Linked DNA regions of Mus musculus: all the other regions are linked to region 2. A link is a contact called in public Hi-C data. All regions are on one chromosome and are shown on one strand. Each heading gives the region's core, a stretch centred on a gene start, on an enhancer-like site or on the middle of the called end of the contact. The rest is flanking DNA. Distances are from core to core; before and after follow the strand shown. Region 1 overlaps 4930401C15Rik (RIKEN cDNA 4930401C15 gene). Region 2 has its middle 33 kb from the start of Gm36543. Region 3 has its middle 51 kb from the start of Gm36543.

The links. Hi-C and Micro-C count contacts between places; a contact is called where the count stands out from the background.
Region 1: a Hi-C map of the N1E-115 cell line shows a contact between it and region 2, with 9 times the contacts expected there. The contact joins two enhancer-like sites. A contact is called at or near these places in 6 of 484 Hi-C or Micro-C datasets (the N1E-115 cell line, adipose-derived mesenchymal stem cells, cortical neurons and 2 more) and 1 of 9 other capture datasets (embryonic stem cells).
Region 3: a Hi-C map of the N1E-115 cell line shows a contact between it and region 2, with 4 times the contacts expected there. The contact joins two enhancer-like sites. A contact is called at or near these places in 7 of 484 Hi-C or Micro-C datasets (the AtT-20 cell line, the N1E-115 cell line, cortical neurons and 2 more).

The regions. Positions count from the first base shown.
Region 1 is chr10:25,785,593-25,789,639 of GRCm38.p6, forward strand. 4930401C15Rik (RIKEN cDNA 4930401C15 gene) reads right to left here. Exons shown (of 5, transcript NR_045349.1): 3 at 3,109-3,260; 4 at 1-45. Among named protein-coding and RNA genes, the nearest start is that of 4930401C15Rik, 50 kb to the right of the region's middle. Within about 2 kb of position 2,584, at least 35 of the 459 cell types and tissues checked have an H3K27ac peak or open chromatin away from gene starts, as enhancers often do. A contact at or near this core is called in the N1E-115 cell line, where this site is marked.
Region 2 is chr10:25,679,415-25,683,902 of GRCm38.p6, forward strand. No RefSeq gene overlaps it. Among named protein-coding and RNA genes, the nearest start is that of Gm36543, 33 kb to the right of the region's middle. Within about 2 kb of position 2,032, at least 7 of the 459 cell types and tissues checked have an H3K27ac peak or open chromatin away from gene starts, as enhancers often do. A contact at or near this core is called in the N1E-115 cell line, where this site is marked.
Region 3 is chr10:25,763,039-25,767,557 of GRCm38.p6, forward strand. No RefSeq gene overlaps it. Among named protein-coding and RNA genes, the nearest start is that of Gm36543, 51 kb to the left of the region's middle. Within about 2 kb of position 1,408, at least 1 of the 459 cell types and tissues checked has an H3K27ac peak or open chromatin away from gene starts, as enhancers often do. A contact at or near this core is called in the N1E-115 cell line, where this site is marked.

The DNA of each region.
Region 1 (4,047 bases), core at 1,334-3,833, 110 kb after region 2:
CCGTTCTCTCTGCTCAGCTTGCCCTTGAGGGTGTTTTTTTTTCTTCTAAATAAACAAACATAATATTAAAAGACACAAGTCTAATTTTAAACTTGCTTAAGAAATAATTATCCATTAGTGAAGAATGTTCCCTCAGTTCCAAATATACTATTTTTTGGTTGTCTCAATTAGCATAATTTATCAACACTAAAAATAATTTCTGAAACAAAAATCTGCTGAAAATAGAAGTAAACAGAGTGCACTTCCTCCTCATTTTAGAAATCAACCTCTCTTTGTTTCGTGACCAAACCTTTAAACAGCTATAATGAAACACTGCCACTGATTTGAATTCGAAATCATTTTCTGATTACTGCCCATTAACCATTTGAAGCTCCCACCAGGGAAAGCACAGTGCAGACATGGTAAGTATTTCCCCAATACCAGTTTGCAAATGTGGCATGTTTGTACGATTAGCCTTGGAAAGATTTATTATACAACCCTCAAACCACCTTGGTTATGACAGTGACCATTGCTTATTCCATGTGCGTTTGAACCTCATTGTGAAGAGAGGTCACCAGAAAATGGGGACTTTTGTTGTCAGGAAGATGACTCAAGGTTTTGATGACAAAGGTCTTTCGTTCTCCAACAATTATCAGTCAAAACTCTGAGTTTTAAATCTGAGCTAGGGTTGGTGCTGCACGCTGGATGTCAGTGGAGTTGAGAATCGAGCACAGAAGAGTAACCTCATGACAGAGCAGAGAAAATGAACGTGGGTCGCATACACAGATTCATGGCTGTCTTATTTATTGTATACAGGAGTCCTCTGGATGGAGGGAACTTATTTCCATGAAAGCATGGGATAGTTGTACCCGAAATAAACCACACTTCAAGAAGAGACACTCTGCATCTAACGAGATGATCATGTGGTTTTTGTCTTTGAGTTTGTTTATATAATGGATTACATTGATGGATTTTCATATATTAAACCATCCCTGCATCCCTGGAATAAAACTTACTTGGTCAGGATGGATGATTGCTTTAATGTGTTCTTGGATTCAGTTAGCGAGAATTTTATTGAGTATTCTTGCATCGATATTCATAAGGGAAATTGATCTGAAGTTCTCTATCTTTGTTGGATCTTTCTGTGGTTTAGGTATCAGAGTAATTGTGGCTTCATAGAATGAGTTGGGTAGAGTTCCCTCTACTTCTATTTTGTGGAATAGTTTGTGCAGAACTGGAATTAGATCTTCTTTGCAGGTCTGGTAGAGCTCTGCATTAAACCCATCTGGTCCTGGGCTTTTTTTGGCTGGGAGTCTATTAATGACTGCTTCTATTTCTTTAGGGGATATGGGACTGTTTAGATCATTAACTTGATCCTGATTTAACTTTGGTACCTGGTATCTGTCTAGAAATTTGTTCATTTCGTCCAGGTTTTCTAGTTTTGTTGAGTATAGCCTTTTGTAGAAGGATCTGATGGTGTTTTGGATTTCTTCAGGATCTGTTGTTATGTCTCCCTTTTCATTTCTGATTTTGTTAATTAGAATGTTGCTCCTGTGCCCTCTAGTGAGTCTGGCTAAGGGTTTATCTATCTTGTTGATTTTCTCAAAGAACCAACTCCTCCCATAATTAGCCTCCAAACGATGACACCATTGCATACACTAGCAAGTGTTTGTTGCAAGGACCGTGATATAGCTGTCTCTTGTGAAACTAGGCCGGGGCCTAGCAAATACAGAAGTGGATGCTCACAGTCAACGATTGGATGGATCACAGGGCCCCCAATGGAGGAGCTAGAGAAAGTATCCAAGGAGCTAAAGAGATCTGCAACCCTGTAGGTGCAACATTATGAACTAACCAGTACCCCGGAGCTCTTGACTCTAGCTGCATATGTATCAAAAGATGGCCTAGTTGGCCATCACTGGAAAGAGAGGCCCATTGGACAGGCAAACTTTATATGCCCCAGTACAGGGGAACGCCAGGGTCAAAAAATGGGAATGGGTGGGTAGGGAAGTGGGGGGCGGGGGAGGGTGTGGGGGACTTTTGGGATAGCGTTGGAAATGTAATTGAGGAAAATACGTAATAAAAAAAATATTTAAAAAAAAAAAAGAAGAGATATTCCTTGGAAAGTGACTTCCATGTTGGAAAAGGGGTAGGTGAGACACACTGGGGGATGAAGGAGATGCGGATGACTGAAGAATGTGGTGGATCATAGCAGAGCATGGACTAGAAATAGGAAATGGACCCAATGTAAGAAAGGCTTCTATCTTAAGTTGGGTTCTCTCGAACCAGATGCTGAGACGATTTGTGGCCAGGTGTTTACGGTTTGTGCTTCCAAGACTAGAGCCTATAAGGAGAGGAGGGTGTTTAGCTGGAACTGCTTTCAATAAAGGCCTTTGTGTACTGTACAGACTGATGGGGGCTTCTGCCCCTCCACTCTCGGGGCCAGGACTCTGAGAGTCTACCTGAGAGACTCAGCTATAAGACCAGCAGCTCATACTCTGTTCCTCGAACTGGAAAGGGAAACTTTGGGCTGTTGCAGGTACCTTGATGTCTGCCCTGTGTATGGCCAGAGGTCAGTGACTCAGAGGGTGAATGTGCAACAAGGCAGGCAGCTGGGCTTGTGGCCAGGGGACATGGCATGGAGGCTGGGGGTTTGAAGGTTTTCTTAGGAATGAACTCTGGTGGAGAAACTGGGTAAGCTGAACCACACCGGTCTGTGTGAGGTGTCCTCTTTTAGAGCAGCTCAGTTATCTTATCAGCCACTCTCTAGGATACTCATTCCAACACTCCTGGTTGTCTTTGGAAACAGAAAACAGGCAATAGTATAAACGAATGAATGTATACGTCTGTGGCCTAGGAAAATCCTTGCCCCTTTTAAGAGTGTCCAAGTACTAATGTTTACAAAAGCTCTCTATGATTATATTATATTTCACTGACTGTTTCTCAGTCAGTACTTGAATGTAATATTCCCACCTAAGAATGACACTTCTTTAATTCCACAAACCATGTTCCTGTGTCAGGCCACCACAAGGGATGCCAGCTGCAAAGGGTTACATTCTCTTTCATATGTGACTATATTCTGTATATCTAAATCACTAAACTCACCTATAAAGTGACATTTTAAATATTTACCAGAAAGACCAAGTGGATTTAGGAAAACTGCATGCTGTCTGGGTGAATCGGATGACAGGAGTATGCACTTAGTGTTTAGATGTCCAGTCTGATCTCCACCGTGAATCACTCTGGCTCTACTTCTCCGCCCAGTATCTGATCCTGAGAAGATCCTGAGAAGCAGCGGAAATGACTCTCGGTCAGATCCTTTCACTGGAAAGATGAATCATGCTAATTCATAAAATACCACTCTGAGCTCTGGCCTGACAGTTTAATAGCTTTTTCCTTTAGTCAGTTGGTGTAAGAATCTAATTTTGAGCCTATTCATTTATCCTAAAAGGTCAATGTAATTTCCTGAGAGGCCCCGTGGTCCTGCTTCTAACACAGCACTAATGCTAGCACCAAGTTGTGAAAAGATAAAGCTCGCAGATGTCTCTCTTGCTGACTACTGAACATCTGTTCAGATCCACAGGTACAAAGTCTTCACCTGAGCGTCACGTGAGCCCTTTGTTCTTATATCACAATTAAACTATATGCCGTGTCTTCCCTGTCCTCTAGAAACTCTCTTTCATTTGGTCTGCCACACTTGCTTTGATCATGTCCCCCATCAATGCATCCAAATAGCCTACAGTTGTTCACCTGAGGCTAACCCCCAGATAGACCTCCCAGGGTACTCTTCTCATGATAACCTGTGAGGCTTCCACTCAGCCAAGTTGACATTTTTCCCTAGCTAGGACTTGCACATCTATGCACACCTGCACACCTTGTACTCTGTATTGCATCAAAAGGTCATCACCTGTCCTGAGGAAAGCCTTTCAAACGGAAAACATTATGAAGAACAATGGTACAAGAGGCAGTGTTTCCAACTGGAGGCTTGGTAGGAGGAGTGTCTAAAAGAGACTGTTGCAGTTCTTCCTAGTTCTTTCTTTTATACTGTTGAAAATAGGGTGAATCATTTCC
Region 2 (4,488 bases), core at 782-3,281:
CGATCAGACTTGACCATTATATACCTTTGAGCAAAGAAACTATGACAATTTGAATAGTAATATAAGTTGGCATGAGAGTAGATTATATTAAAATCCTACATTCATTGTTTTGGTATACTGATACATTTTAAAAATAATTTTTAGGCACTGTGTTTAATTTGAACTTCTACCTGGGTCCTGATTCTTGTAAAAAAAAAAAAATAGGAGGAGAATTTTAAAATACAGGATGTCAAAATTTCCACCTCAGACTTTATAAAGAAGAGCACCATGTACATGGTGCAGCTAGCACGAGTCCCTTTTTGATGTTGACGGGATAAAGATGTAAAGAAGAAGAAGGAGGAAAATGATCAGGGAAAAGGTGGCCTCTCCAGAATGTACCATATTGCCAACCAAACCGTAGAAAGAGATTTACACACACACACACACAAAAGCCTTAAGAAGATTATTGTTTTATAGATGACTTTTCAGAGGCTTCAGTGGGAAGTAGAAGATGGGTGAATAGATTGCTCCAGCCCTCCAGTCAGTGCTCATAAAACGGGGTGAAGGTTTCTCTTCTTTGCTTTTCTGACTGTATGGGTGTAAAGGCACAGAGTTGCTTACAGAAAGCACGCTCTGGATTTCAACCCACCACCAGTCTCCGAAGGACCCTGATCACTTCCTGTCCAGAGGCCTCGCTGATATTTCTATTTTCCTTAAGTTTCTAATTTTTTAATTAAAAAATGTTCCAAATAGTGTACTTTGATCATATTTCCCCGCCTCCAACTACTCCCAGGTAATTTCCACCATCCATGCAACTTCATGTAAATGTGTTCTCTCTTTGTCTCCAAACCACACAAGAAACAAGAACAAACCAACAACAAACAAGTGACTGAGAAACAAAAATCAAGACAAGCAGGCAAAAGACTCACAAGACGGGGAAAAAAGGCAAAGCAAAGCAAAGCAAAGCAACAGGAAAAAAAAAAAGTACACATTGAATTTGTTTTATGTTGGCCAACCATTTCCGGGGCCTGTCCTGGAGTGTGGTTCATAAGCCAAGTGAAATTCCATCGGAAAAATGGATCTATTGGAGATGACTTCCTGTTATGTGTGGGACTTCTCTGTCAACTTCTCCCCTATAGCCCTGGGACCCATACTGGCATGGACTTGTGCAGGCCGGCTGCATGCTTCACAGTCTCCGTGAGTCCGTATGTGCACCAGTCCTGTGGTGGTTGGAAGACATTGTCTCCTCGGTATTCCCCATCACCTCTGGCTTTCCTCTTCCTCTCCACCAGAGCTCCCTGAACCTGAGCAGAGAGATTTGATGAAGATGCCTGTCAGCACGTTGTCCTACTATGGATCTCTGTGTTGCTTCCCATCTACTCCCAGAAGCTTCTCCGATGTGGGTCGAGTGCATCACTGATCTATAGATATAGCAGCATGTCACCATGCTGACTGACATTTCTTAAAACTTAGAAATGAGTGAAGGGCTTCGCACACACTGAAGCAAGGGCAGCTCTGGGCCCTGATCACTTCCTGTCCAGAGGCCTCGCTGATATTTCTATTTTCCTTAAGTTTCTAATTTTTTAATTAAAAAATGTTCCAAATAGTGTACTTTGATCATATTTCCCCGCCTCCAACTACTCCCAGGTAATTTCCACCATCCATGCAACTTCATGTAAATGTGTTCTCTCTTTGTCTCCAAACCACACAAGAAACAAGAACAAACCAACAACAAACAAGTGACTGAGAAACAAAAATCAAGACAAGCAGGCAAAAGACTCACAAGACGGGGAAAAAAGGCAAAGCAAAGCATAGCAAAGCAACAGGAAAAAAAAAAGTACACATTGCATCCTTGCTTTTCCTCACGGAGAGCTTTCTTCTTGCCAGTTTTCTACAGAGTCACTGGTAATGTTCGCTGTTTTGCTCAACCCAGAGTGCTTCCCCTCATTTTCAGGGGTATGAAAAGGTCTATTAAAAAGGCTTCCTAGATCCTTTCAGTTAAAACAAAACCTGGGGAAGTGTCACTGTGCCGTTAAGTGTGGCCACTTGGTGGCGCCAAAAAGTAACCTTAACCCTTACAAAGAGCAATAGAAAGATAAACAGACACGCTTTTGATAAAGGTGTATTGCGACTGTGTACTTCTTCTTCTTTTCCCTTTTTATTTAAAATGAAGATGGTCAGTAGTCCAAGGAGTGAGTGTAAACTGGAAAAGTCTCTCAGTTCTTTTATCCTTGACCTATTTAAACTCAACTGCCATGGCTTTCAAGTATGTTCCTTGGGGAACTAGACTGAAAAGTGATGTCTGATGTTTACAGAGCCCTGGATACATGCATCACACGGTTTAGCATATAAATATTTCTATTGTTCATTTTTTTGTGAGTTTTCATTTTTCAAATCCTTACCACACTGTAGTTAGAACAGTATCCGTCACTGTCAATTTACATGGAGAAGCTGACTCGAGAGTGATAGAGCCGGGATTTGAACCCACCATCAGTCTCCAAAGGCAGAGATTTCATCTCTGCACTTGGTTTGTGTCCAAATGATTCTTTATAGGAAGGAAGTTTACTTCCATGACATTTGTACGTATGGTGTGTGTGCATGTACATTTGTGCATGCAGATAAGTATGCATGTGGTTCCGACCCAACTTGATGGCTGGTGAGTGCCTTCCTCTGTTGCTTCTCATCTTTTTTTTTTTTTTTTTTTAAGACTTCTCGCTGATCCTGTGGCTTCTTCTTTTGTTTAGATTGGCGGTCCAAGCCCCAGGGCTGCCTCTGTCTTTGCCTGACTAACATTAGGATTATACATGTGTGCTGTGGTGCCTGGCTTTTGTATAGGTTCTGAGGATCTGAACTCGGATCCTCATTATCCATTTGAGTCATCTGCCCAGCCAGCTCTTCAATAATTTTAACTCCTTGAAAAGAAAGGTTTTTAAAAGAAAAAGCCTTTTAAACATCCCCACCCCCACCCCCAATATCAGAAAGAACATTTGCTGCTGTACTTTTAACATGGGAAAAAATGACACTCACATAATTTTCCTTGTTTCAAAATTTCAAGTTGAAGCTTGTTCTTAAAGATTCACAGGCACATTTGGTCAGGGACTCCAACAGTGCCAGGCTAATGCTTTTGGAGTCTAGCAGTGCCAGATAATTCCTGCTTTAGCCTGAAGTCCCTGGGCAGCAATCTCCAGCAATATTCTCAGTTTCACGAGGCAGTTGTGTTCTTCACTTTACTGTTAGAAAAGGAACTTGACCCTTGGCCTGACCTTCCCCCTCTATTACAGCCTGAGGGACGAGTGGCTAACTCTCCAAGCTGAGCCCTATAAAAGAGGTGAGATGCCCTTTCTCAAAGTCTTAGGTGGGTAGTGATAGAGAGAGACACCCAGTACACATGCACATATCTCTACACATGAATTGCTCAACATGGCTTTAGTGTCTCTTTTTTACTTTGCTGTTCCTGTTATTTGTTGGTTACAAGGGATGTGCTAGTGGGAATCATGGGACTCTATTTTGGATGCTGCCAACCACAAGTGGAGCCTTCTTAGCTAGTTAACAAATTTGTGCTATTATCACTGAGGCATGCACAGAGAGTCCTGAGAGGGACCTAATCAACCTGGGATCCCAGTGCTATGACAACCTCAAAGACCATGTTCCCTTTGCTGGAGAATGGTTTATAGGTCCTTTTCTCTTGACAGGAGAGTTTTGCCTCTCTGCCTAATAAGTGTCTATGCTGGAAAAGCAAGGTAAGAGCTGGATGAATGGCAGCAGGAACTGGGAGGTTGGCAGGCTTGTTGCAAGGATAAAAATAAGTTGACACCGACTTCATGCAGCTCTGTAATTTGGTTGCTGGGATTCTCTGGTCAGTGAGAGAGTAGTAACTACTGGCCAACATGTGGGGTTTGGGTTATCTGGGAATTGTAATTACTCCTTTTTGTCTTCTCTTTAAAAAGACAATGGACATCTGGCTATATAAGCAGAAAATTTAGAAGCCACAGCACCTTTTGAAATTTACTTCTAGGTTTATGGAGTGAGACAATGCCTTTGGTGATGGGGATAGAAATCTCTTTTTATCTCCAAGGATTCTCTGCATTACTGCGGCTTCTGCCTAGTTTGGACTGAGCTGGAATCTTCTGTTTGCAATCATTTTTCATCTCTGAGAAGCATGCATGGAACCCTTAGGAGGAGTTGTGGATTATGTTTTTAGTACTTTGTGTGTCTTTGAGGAGAAAGGGCCGATCATCAGGTGTCTCCCTCCTTTTGGAAAAAAAAAGCTTTTGTTTCTAATCTAGATGGGTAGGGAGACTGGAACAGAGACAGAATATAATGAAGATCCTGTCCTCTGGTCAAGACATTTGGATGAGTCTGTTATAAAGTGTTTTAGTTATGGGATATTTGGATGTCTGTTATAAAGTGTCTTAGTTATGGTTTCTATTTCTGTGATAAAAAACATCACGATCAAAAGAAACTAGGGGATGAAGAAGTTTATTTCTGTTTACAGTTCCCGTCACAGCT
Region 3 (4,519 bases), core at 158-2,657, 83 kb after region 2:
ACTAGGGCCAAGAGGTGCTGCTTCTATTCATGAGCTTGTTGACCTTTGAGCTTCCCGACACCCCCACCTGTGTCTATTGTAGATGAAGAACGAGTGGGTGTGAGCTCAGGAAGGTTCAGGTTTGGTGAAGAAGTTTCCATTATAGTTTTTTTTTTTTTCTGGTAGATGACAGTAGTTTCAATAGACAAAATAAGTCTCCAAATATTTGGATTAAAGACGTGTATGCAACTGACTAGCCTTTTAAACATCCAAGTAAAAGGTATACCCCAAATAAAATATCAGTCAGTTGATTTGTTTTTATGAAACTATAGTTTTAAGTGATAGAATTTTTTTTTTTTTGGTTTTTCGAGGCAGGGTTTCTCTGTATAACCCTGGCTGTCCTGGAACTCACTCTGTAGACCAGGCTGGCCGATAGAATTTTTTTAAGACGCCATTTTTTTATCCTACTGTTCATTGACAGTTTATCTTTTTGGTCAATATTGATCATCCTGGAAGAGATGGAATTACTGAGAACCACAAATAATGAATTATCCTTCATCTTCAATTTGCTGTTATTCACTTTATCTTTTTTTTTCTGTCTTAAACATGTTAAGAATATTCCTTAAAGACCCAATTTGTGAAATGCTTTTTAAATCTGCAATATGAGCAACTTTGCCTTTTAACTCCAATAACTTTAAAACCAACTTTATTAATCACCAGCAAAGTTTTCTGTGACTTTTTCCAATGGGCTTGAACACCAGCAGCTGCGACTTGATTAAGCCTGGGGCATTGGGAGTCATGTAGGGTGTGCACATCTTTGTTTGGTACTGCTGCTGTCTGGGACACAGTATCATTTACAGATACTAAATCCTTTGCAGCTCTCCCAGAGACTCAGGCATCATTCTTTCAGCACCTGGGGAGCTGCACCCAGCTGCTAGCACCAGTTGCTATTTCACCAACAGGAAGAAGTCTTTCTTTCTAATTATCCTACCAATTGACCCATCAGTCCTGTTGCAGTGACTTGTTAGACATAAAAAAAAAATTGATTGGATGTAAATATTCTCTTGTTTCAGGTATATTTATTATCTTAAAAGTGGCAGTAGGCAACAAGAATAATGAGAACAATACAAAATGTAGTTAATTCAACTATTGGTCTGTGTGCTGCAGGAAGCAGAGCTGGAGGCATGGGGCCCTGTAAGCCCCTGGGAACCCAAGTGATTCCACAACATACCCCCAGATACCTGGCATGGAGTTGCAGAGCTTGGTTTCTGCCCTGCTGTCTTTCACCCCTGCTTTTTGATATGACCAGCCCCTGCCCAGCCCGGCCTCTCCACCTCTTTTGGAGTATTTTTTCTGTGCCTTTGCGTAATGTAATGACATAACTTGTTTTTTAATGCTATGGGACTCAGTTAAGAGGTTGGTTGAGTCTCAGAAGTGGCTTTGAACTTTAAACTGGTATCAGAACTAATAAATATATGGGGAATTGTGAGGGCTGACTGAGTGGACTGGATGGACTCCCATTATGAGATGGCTGTGGGCCTGAGGAGACCGTGATTGGGAGGAGATGGCTTAAATGCAACGTGTTCGGTCAGGTTGATAAATGGTGGACTTGCGGTAGCTAACGTGGACTGACAACTTGACAAGATTTGTAATGACTTTAGAGACCAGCCTCTAGGCATGCCTTTGATGATTATCTAGAGAGTATTTGAGGTAGGAAGCCCCATGCCAACATTAGGTGACATCATTCCATGGGCTGAGGCAATCAACTGACAAAAGCTGAAATATAGCAGAGCACCATCCCTCATGCCCAGCCTCCTGACTATGGCTGCAGCTCCTGCAGCCTGCCTCCACTTCCCGGAACTCACTCTGTAGACCAGGCTGGCCTCAAACTCAGAAATCCGCCTGCCTTTGCCTCCTGAGTGCTGGGATTAAAGGCGTGCGCCACCAGGATGTTTAAAACAGTAGAAGTAGGCCGGACATGGTGGCACACACTTTTAATCCCAGCATTCGGGATGCAGAAGCAGGTGGAGTAGACGAGGCCAGCCTGGTCTACAAAGTGAGTTCCAGGACATCCAGGGCTACATAGAGAAACCCTGTCTTGAAAAACCAAAAGCAACCAACCAAACAAAAAACCAAAAAACAAACAAACAAACAAACAAAACCCAAAACAAACAAAGAAACAAAAAACCCAGTAGAAGTAACAAGTACTTTATCAAGGCATGGCTGGTGATAAGAAGGCAGTTTTGTTTGTTTTTAAGTGTTGAGAGGGATATGCAAGTTTTAGTCAGTTTATACTCTCATTTTTCTAGGCTGGAGGTCTCATCTAATTTCACTTAGAATGTGAAAGCCAAGTAAATTATTTCTTTGGGACCCATATCAAAACTATAATTTGTCTCTTTTAAAGGGCATCTCCAAGATACATTTGAAAGTCAGCATTTATACCTTTCCCATAGTTTGTGGTAATATCTCTTTATAATTCAAACATCCCAAGTAAAGAACTTACAAAACAAACCCATGTACAGTAGATAATAACCAAACCAAAACCACAACAAAGTCCCTAGGACTAAGCTCAGCCAAGGAGACAGAAGATGGACTTTGAGACATTCAAAGCTAACACTGCTTCAAGGAAACAGGTAATTAAAGAAAAGATCTCTCATGGAGTGGTGTGGAGTGGGGGGTTGGGGGGAGCAACATTTCAAAAGCATCCAGTTTCCAAAGGAACTGAAAGGTGTAACACAATCTCTGCCAGAATCACAGTATAACATTTCTCACAGAGAAAAAAATTAATATCCTCTCAGGATCACAAGCTCACAAAAGAGCCAAATCAATTTGAGTAAGAAGAACAGAGCTGATACCACTGAAGTTGTCAGTTCCAAAAAGTATCATGGAAGTGCAGAAATGAAGTGTGGTGCTGGCCTTCAGGATGGATGTTCAAGCAGCGAACAGAAGAGAAGGTGTGGATGAAAACCCCAGATAAGTCAACTGATTTCAAGGAGGAAGCCAAGGCCAGGAGATAGAAAGGAGCACTCGTCTCAGCAAATGCTGTTGAAAGAAACACACACCCACATGCAAAGGGTAAGACTGATCTCTGCTTTTGATCCATGCACAAACTAAATATAGACTGAAGACTAAAGCAAACCATGGAAACTCATCCACTGGAAGAAAGCATAGAGGGAAATCTTTTTTTTTTTTTTTTCTTTTCTCCAATTTAAGGGTTTCTTGTTCTGGAATAGGCAAGTCCAGAGCACTGAGGTCTGGCCTCTAGGCAGTTAACTCTAGAATCCCAACATATAATAGAGGCTCGGTCCCCAAAAAACAGGAGCTAGAGAAATACTTCACTGTCAGAGGTTCTGCTTACTGGACCACAGGTCCTCTGGACACCGAGCTGGCCCGGTCTCCTCTAAGGCATTTAATAATATTAGTAATTAAATAGCAATGCTCATCCCCCAAACCGGAATGTACGACAGGTGTCCCATTGTGTCATGTGGTCCTGTGGGGTCTGGTCCCATGAGGTCTGGTGCTCAAGAGATGGAAGGGGGCGTCTAGAGGGAAATCTTTACAACTGTGCTTTTGGCAACAGTTTACTAAATATTATACTAAGGACATTCAGTAAGTAGTAAGCAAAGGTATATCAAATCAAGAATTTCTATGCAACAAGGAGAATAATAGGGTGAAAAACCAATGTATAGAGTGGGAGAAAATATTTGTAGTAATATATTTGTTAATGATTAGTAGTCAAAATATATAAGAAGGCAATTCGCTAGCAAGAGATAAAGTGAGCAAAGCAACAACAAAATTCTCACCTAGTTAAGCAGTGGACACATGGCTTGGAGAGAATCTCGCCAAGGAAAGTAGACAAATGTGCCAGTAGGCATGGGGAGAAAGTGGATAGGCTGTGATGATCAGGAAAATGGAAGTAAACATCCCAGTGTGGAACATGTCAGGTTTTCAGGGTGGCTGGCAAGGATGTGCTGAGAGGGGGTCTTTGTGCATGACTGATAGGAGTTGTGCTTTCTCTTGATGGGAGCAACCGTGGGAAACAGAAAGGATGCATCTCAAATAAAGCTAATTAATACCACCACATGGTACTGAATCTCACTTCTGCATACAATTAAAAAATAAAAACCAAGATCTCAAAGAAATATCTGTACTCCTTTTTATGTAATACCTTTTACTTTAAAATAATTGCATACATTTCTTATACATGGTGCTGTAGTATAGAAAGACATTTTTCTTTCTTTCTTTCTTTTTTTTTGGTTTTGTTTTGTTTTTCGAGACAGGTTTCTCTGTGTAGCTCTGGCTGTCCTGGAACTCACTTTGTAGACCAGGCTGTCCTTGAACTCAGAGATCCACCTGCCTCTGCCTCCCGAGTGCTGGGATTAAAGGCGTGTGCCACCACTGCCGGGCTAGAAAGACATTTTTCTATACACACACATCACACACATTTCTATCTATCTATCTATCTATCTATCTATCTATCTATCTATCTATCTATCTATCTATCTATCTATCTATCCTACATTAGCATATTCCCCCCTTC